Regions from separate parts of the Gossypium hirsutum genome. Here region 1 is linked to region 2. Evidence: chromatin contacts called from public Hi-C data. All regions are on one chromosome and are shown on one strand. The core of a region is the stretch at or near the end of the contact, and the rest is flanking DNA. Distances in the headings are between cores, read along the strand shown.

Evidence for each region. A called contact is a pair of places that touch in the nucleus more often than the background predicts.
Region 1: a contact with region 2 is called in a Hi-C map of leaf, with 3 times the contacts expected there. The contact joins the promoter of LOC107892204 here to the promoter of LOC107892738 in region 2. A contact is called at or near these places in 13 of 34 Hi-C or Micro-C datasets (callus, hypocotyl, leaf and 2 more).

What each region holds. Positions count from the first base shown.
Region 1 is chrD09:11,132,227-11,136,295 of Gossypium_hirsutum_v2.1, forward strand. LOC107892204 reads left to right here and starts at 1,824. Exons shown (of 19, transcript XM_041101787.1): 1 at 1,824-1,915; 2 at 2,206-2,545; 3 at 2,681-2,926; 4 at 3,202-3,392; 5 at 3,473-3,644; 6 at 3,792-3,929. The coding sequence starts at 2,219.
Region 2 is chrD09:10,832,504-10,836,495 of Gossypium_hirsutum_v2.1, forward strand. LOC107892738 reads right to left here and starts at 1,946. Exons shown (of 2, transcript XM_016817791.1): 1 at 1,854-1,946; 2 at 1,575-1,787. The coding sequence starts at 1,946. The coding sequence ends at 1,575.

The sequences.
Region 1 (4,069 bases), core at 574-3,073, 300 kb after region 2:
TTTTCATCAAAATCATTCTAAAGAAATTGCTCCTCCTTAAAATTGTCTTTCATTCTCAACAAAATCTCCTTACAAGGCTAGCAACAAATGGGATGTTCTAAATCAATATGTATAAATAAAATTAGAAAAAAAACATATAAAGTGAAAGATTAATTATCATGCAATATTTTATATTAAAAAATTATATAAAACTCAAATTGAAAAATATAAATAAATAAAGTAAAAATATTAATTACCTAATATTTACAATAATAATTTCTCTTTTAATCCGTCTTTTGCTTTCTTGTTTTTCCTCATTGAAAAAGTTGATTTGATATTAATAACTATACTGATAATATTAAAAAAATCAATTAAAACAGTAATTAATGCCAAGTGAAAAATAATATATACTGTAATTAATAATGAAATAATATCCATTTGTTTCTCAATATGCTATTTCAAATTATAATATAAACCACTTACAAAAATTTTAAAAAGAGATCATAAGGTTATATCATCTCATCATCAATTAAAATATCTTCTCTATCTTTCTAGTGTTATTATTATTCAAATATGATTTGATATTATCTTTTCGAAGAACCATCGCTTTAAAACTCCATTATATTTTATATAATTTTAACTTATTAATGTTAACAAATTCCATTTTTTTAACAGTATTTTTTCTTGGACACTATTTGATCAAATATGTCTAACTACGAGATGTTATTTATAAAACTAAACTCAAATTTTAATTGATATATAACTCTAACAATAGTTACGTGATAATTAAGATACGTAGAATTCTATTCAAGCAATAACTTTATTTCACATCAATAAAATTAACACGATTTTTTTAAAATAAATTTAGCACAACTATTTTTATGTAAAAAATTTAACTAATTATTGTAATTTAGTTATAATTATAATTATCACAAATTTTCCTATATTTTATGTTTAAATTTCTATTCAATTAATAACTCTATTTTAAAATTAATACAACTTTTTTAACTAATAATTCTAAATTAAATATCATAATTATTTTTAAATGTCATTGAAATAATATGATGAAAAATAAAAAATATTCTCATCAGTTCAAAAGTTTTTTTTTCTAAACTCGTACTTTTATATATGTTATAGATGAAAAATAGAAAGATATAAAGAAAAGCAAAGCTTTTAACTTTTTATAAAATAAACATTTTTATTAGATTTAAAATTTCAATACTAAATTAATTAATTGTTGTTAACTGCAAAATTCAATAAAAGATTATTACTAAATTCAATTAAATAAAAGTAAATCACAAAAATAAATTCAATATTAAGTTAAAAGTGTAGGGATAAATATACTTGTCACTATATTTTATAAAATTTTATGGATTAATTGCATCAAATGTCTCTCAATTGTGGGATAAATTTCAAATTGTTTCTTAAATTTTGATACGTTCCAATTGAATCCTTAAATTAAAATATTGTTTTAGTTAGATCCTTTTGTTAGTTTTGTTGTTAAATATCAGCGTGTATCTGATGCATATGTGTTTAAGAAATGAACCGCATTAGATTGAAACTGGAAGCTAGACTAATAGGAAAACTTGATTAGAATGTTGCTTTAGTTTGGGGATTAAATTGGAACGTACTTAGTGACCAATCTAGAATTCGGTGCATAGTTTAAGGACTTTTTGTGGAATTAACCCAAATGTCATCGAGAAAGTAAAGATTCCGCGATCCAAGGCCACTGAACCGGTGTTGAGGTCCAAACATTCAAACCGGCCCATATTAAAATTGGGGATCCGACCCACCAGAAAAACCGCCAGATCCTAAAATTCAGTTATTTAGAAACAATCCCTTCCATTTTCGGTTCGTCTCCTTCCAACAGAAAGCAAATGCGCTAATGCTCTCTCTCTCCTACCTCGCGATGCTTTGGATTTTCATCTCCGACCAGGTTTCACCTTCACAATTCCATCCTTTTTTTTTATCTTCAAATCAGATAAACTGAAAAACCTTCATTTTGCTCTTAAGCTTTTCAAATGAAATTTGTTATTATTCTTTATTTCGTCTCTAATTATGCTTTCTGGAGTAGATCTGCTAATAATTAAGCTAAATAGATTTTTTTTTCTAATTGCCTGTAGTTTTAAAAATTCGTTTGTTTATTCAAATGTTGCATTCCTAAGATGATTTTGTTTCTTTTTCCTTCTTTATTTTTGAATATTTATCTATCTTTTTTATGTGTAGTGAATGTTCAATTATGGAAAGCGAGAGAAGGAAAAGTAATGATTCGAGAATGCAAGGGTTTAGGCCTAGTTTAAGAGCAGTGGTGCTTATAATTGCGCTGCTATGGGTTGTTGTAGTTACTTTGTATGGTTTATTGAAGCCTATATCAAATGGTTGTGTCATGACATATATGTATCCAACTTATATCCCCATTTCCACTGCGGAGGGCGTCTTGTCCGCAAAATATGGTTTGTATTTGTATCACGAAGGTTGGAGAAACATTGACTTTAAGGAACACTTGAAGAATCTCAAAGGAGTTCCGGTTCTCTTTATTCCAGGAAATGGCGGTAGCTACAAACAGGCAAGGTCCTCCTTTTTGCCATTGTTGTTAGTATTGGTAGTGCTTCATTGTAGATAGTCAATAACTCACAAGTATGTTATTCAATCTATGGAGTTGCTTCTAAAGGGTGTTTACAAGTTTTCACCCTTCTTATAGGTTCGTTCCTTGGCAGCTGAATCTGAGAGAGCTTATCAAGGAGGTGCACTTGAACATACATTCTATAGAGAAGCTTATCTAACTTCTGAGGAGGGAGGGAATGCGGATGTGAATGACTTTCAATTGCCAAACCAATATGCTAACAGGCTAGATTGGTTTTCTGTGGATCTTGAGGGGGAACATTCTGCAATGGATGGTCGGATACTTGAAGAGCACACTGAATATGTTGTATATGCTATTCACAGGGTATCATTTTTTTCCTTCGAATTTTAGTTTACAATGAGAAATTGGCGATAGTTTTTTTTGAACCGTTTGACATGGAATTTTGAATGTTTTATGCATGGTTCTTTGTTTTGAGGTCACACTTTTCACTTCATATGTTTAAAGTACTGCAAAGAGATAAAGAGTTTAAAAGGTTAAATCAACTAAATCATAGATTACCTTGTTTGTTTGTTTGACAATGTCATATCAGGCCTCATTTTGTCTTTGAAGGCTCATAATTACCCAACTTATTATTGCAGATTTTGGATCAATATAAAGAATCGCATGATGCCCGGGAAAGAGAGGGTGCTGCAATCACTGGTAGTTTGCCAAAAAGTGTTATATTGATTGGTCACTCTATGGGTGGTTTCGTTGCTAGAGCTGCTACGGTCCACCCCCATCTAAGGAAATCAACTGTTGAAACTATTCTCACTCTTTCAAGTCCCCACCAGTGAGCTCTTTGAGAATTCTCGTCTATCTTTTCTTTAAAATTCTATTTCTCCCCTTTAAGAATCTGCTATTTCTATCCAGATCTCCTCCTGTGGCATTGCAGCCGTCCCTGGGTCACTATTATGAAAGCATAAACCAAGAATGGAGACAGGGTTATGATGTTCAAACCACTCAAACCGGAGAATATGTCTCAAGCCCAAAACTATCTCATGTAGTTATTGTTTCCATTTCTGGTGGTTATAATGATTATCAGGTATTCTTCGAAATTTGGTGTGGTATGGTTTGGATTAGATTGTTTGCTTCTATAAAATGCAATTGGTGCTTTATGTCTTAAGTATATATCTTGCTTGAAATGTTGAACCTTGCCTGAATATATCATGGTCTCCTTTTCTGACTATAGGTACGCTCAAAATTGGAATCCCTGGATGGCATTGTTCCTCCCACTCACGGATTTATGATAGGCAGTACAAGCATGAAAAATGTATGGCTGTCGATGGAACATCAAGCTATTTGTTGGTGCAATCAACTAGTTGTGCAAGTAAGTGGAATCTATTTTCCTGACTGCTTCTCTCCCTTTCCTTTTGGATGGTTAAGTTGGGAGCTGGATTTACTTCATTTGGTGGTCAGGTGTGGCTACCATTGAGATGCTTCAGCTTTTTGGAGCACAAATTTTGTTGA
Region 2 (3,992 bases), core at 696-3,195:
TTTGTTAGGGGTTCGTTCTTCATTGACTTGAAGAGGAACCTTGACCTTTTAACAAAGTGCGGTTATAAGCGACGGAAAGTTCAAAGCACCAACGTTTTCAAGGCATAGTGATGGACCTCTCGAAAGATAATGTTTCCAACGTTTATCTTTTGTCCCATGATAATCAAGTGAAGAAGTATCAGATGTTCCTTTGAGATTGTAGATTTGTGGGTAGATGGGATGAAACAATTTTTGAGGAAATTATATCTTACCCTACAATGGGGCTTTAAAGTGATCCTATCAACAGTGTAACAATCATTCCTATATATCGTCCACTTGGTGCCTTCTACACAGACATCAGTGAGCACGTGATTTAATTTTTCTACTCTCTTTGTCTTAAGAAAATCCACGTGTTCATTTGAACCATCAGAAAACCCGTATTGTGCATTTATAGACTTGGCACCAAATAGTACTGAGGCACCTCGCACATAACACATTTTCAAGAGAACTAAGATGAGCATAAATTTCCTTTAGCACTTGAGGGAAAACATCGTCAGGAAGGAGACAGAAAGCTTGCCATCCATGTTTCTCCACCACGGATGAAATGGCTTTAGCATACTCCATCCCTATCTTGAAAATGAAATCCCTTTTCTAAGCACAGAGGCTGTTTGGAAATGTTTTGGTGGTACTTAGTTTCTGCTGCCTTGCTGAAGAATGTACGAGGGTGTGAAATAATGGAAGTGGATGGTGCTTGTCGAGCAATGGAAAAGAAGATGATAACTGCAAGAATGAAAAAGGTGAGACCTTTAAAAGTTTGGGAGAAAAACAGAGAGCAAAATAGTAGCGAAATAAAATGAGCAAAACAGCAAAACAGCTCCGTAATCCGATCGGGGGCTTCTCCCATTTTTGGGGCCTTGGTGACATGGGAAAAATTTCCTTGCTTGTCAGGTTGTGTATCCGAAAGTCATCGCCAAGCACATTTGCCCATTTCCAAATAGCCCTAGAATCCTCATTTTTACCCCGGAAGATAACATTGTTACGACTATTCCACAAATTCCAAAGAATCGTAATCAAATCTTCGAATATATTTTTGTCCAATAAATGCATAGTCTCCTCCAACCAATCAATGCATTTTTCATGAATCTTTTGAGAAGACTACCATTAAGCCCTCTGAGAGCAAGGATCGCGTAGGCCTTCGTGCACTCCTTAAGAGCGTGAAAGGCTGTCTCATCTCCATCATCACTGCACTTCAAGCATCCCTTACCAAAGCTTTGCTTAATTGAAGAGATTTGAACATTCTTCAAGAGAAAATCATGGCTCAATCTCCACACGAAGAGAATTTTAGGAAGTATCTGAAGCTTCCAAATGATCTTCCAAAAGAGTCGATGTGGACCAAAGCCAACCTTCTTGAAGATAAGCCACGAATAGGCCGATTTCATTGTGTAACTTCCATTTTTATTATGGAACCAAATAACTCTATCTATCGGCCTATTGGGGATGATGGGAAGCTCACAAATCTACTCCCCCACCATTTCACCAAAAAGCTCGCAGACCCAAATACCATCCCAAACAAGGTGATTAGGTTTCCATAAGTCTTACACCACCCTTTCCTGAATGTCAACACTAGGATCACTTAAAGTATTACCATCAAGACCTTCAAAACCCCACATTTTCAACCAAACTGTCACTCTTCTGCCGTTCCTAATTTCCCAATCGAATCCTGCTTTGAGGGCTTTAGCTGCAGTTGAGATACTCGTCCAAGCGAAGGAAGGCTTATCGACCGTTTTAGGATGAAACACATCTCCATCCTAAAAATATTTAGAGTAGAGGACATGGAAGCACAAGGTATCTTTGTGGTTAATAAGGCACCAAACTTGTCTCTCTAGAAGCATAATACTGAAAAGCCTAAGGTCTCTAAATCTGAGGTCGCCCACTCCCTTTGGCTTGCACAATGTGTCCCAAGCCATCATCACCCATTTGCGTCCTTTGGCTTTGCTAGCCCACTAATAACTTCGCATCCTCGAAAGCATCTCATCAGTCATACCTCTAGGAGAAAGAAAAACTGAAAGAGCATAAGTAGACAAGGATTGTAATATATCTATAATAAAAATATCCTTACCACCATAGGATAAAAACCTTTTTGACCAACCATTTATCCTATTAGAGAACCGATCGAGAATGTGTTGAAAAGCCCCTGTCTTTTTTTTCCAATGATAAGCAGAAGACCAAGATAATTTCCCATCGTCTCAACCAACCATATCCCCAACGCATCACTAAGGTGCCGCCTTTGATTTCTTGGGGTGTTGAGGCTAAAACACACCATAGACTTAGAAGGATTAAAGTTCTGAGAATTTCCAAGTCCATCAAAAAGGAAAAGTGAAGTAGATATCCTAGAGGATTCAATTATCATTATGAAAGTGAGAAATTGGAGTTTGAAGTGAAGAAATTTGAGAAGATAGAGAAGAGATTAAAGAGAAAATGTAAGATATCAAATATTTTCTTCTGAAATTTATGTTTAGTTAAAGTAGAGATATGAAAAAGTGATTTCTAGTAAAGAAATTGCTTATGTTCTAACATGTCAATGAAGTGAGAAAGAAAAGAAGTGATGAAAATATTATAGATAAATGAGAGCAAGTGACAAAAGTGTGAAAGGATTAGAAAAGAAGTAAGGAAATGAAATCTAGCAAAAGAAAGGTAAGCACTCATATTAACTCTATTTATTTTTCAAAGAATTATATTGAAAAATGTTGCAAATTAAGTGTAGAGAATGAAAAATAAATTAAAAACACTAAATAGTGTGAAATTGATGGAGAGGAATAATATTTAGAAATATTTTAAGTTTAAAATGAGTAAATTGACATATATGTGACATGATAAGTGAAAGTGGAAATAATTATGATATGTATAAGACATGTTAGAAAGTGAGACTAAATTGAATAATATTTGAAATTTTAGAGAAAGATGTAAATAAGTATTCTTGAGTTGGAAATTATGAAGTGAGAAGTGATTTAACTAGTAATGAAATAAATTTAGTAAAGTGGGTATAGTAAGTGATATTGAATCGTGATTAAAAGATATAGATTAAATAAGTGATAAAGTATTGTAAAGTGATATTAAGTGACCATAAGTGTAAATTTCATGAATAAATATTAAAGTGTATAAGATTTGAAAATTGATATTCAAATTAATAAAATAATGAAAGAGCTAAGTAATATGTGTCAAGTGCATTAATTAAAAAAAGATGAAATTAGTGAAATGAGGTATAGTAGGTGACTTTAAAGTATGAAGAAGTGTAAACATAGGTGGTAATATGTGAATGTCATAAGTAATCATACTTATATGAGAAGTGAAAATTTAGTGACTAAGTGATTGAAAATAAATATGAAAGTGATAACTGTTAAGTGAAGCTAAAAGAAGGTTATGAAATAATTTTTAGTGGACCTAAATGAAGTTTTATATGGTAGTAAGTTAAATTGAAAGTGATATTGAAGTGAATTTATAAGGGTTATTGAATTATATGTTAGCAAGGACTAATTTGGAAAGATTGTAAGGTTTAGTATAGTGAAATTGATGCAATGAAGACAAAATTTCAAAGAGTGTAAAAATTAAAAGTATGAAACTAAAATGCTTGAATTTAATTCTGTAACACCCCGAACCCGAAACCGACACCGGAGTCGAACACGAGGTGTTAACTGACTTTAACCCCTTACAAAATTTATTTTCCAGACACTGCCCAATCTGTGTACTAGTCGTTTTAAAAATCATATCTTGAGTTTCGTAACTCGAAAATCAGTTTCGTAATTTTTCCCAGAAACTAGACTCATGTGCCCATCTATGTATTTTTTTCTAGAATTTTTGGTTGGCCCAATTAGTACAGTTTATTAGTCAAAGTCTCCCAAGTTGCAGGGGTCGACTACACTGACCTTTGCCCATTACGACTTGGATATCTCCCTGCACGGGGCTTCAATACTGATGCCGTTTGTTTCTATGAAAACTAGACTCAGAGAGGAATC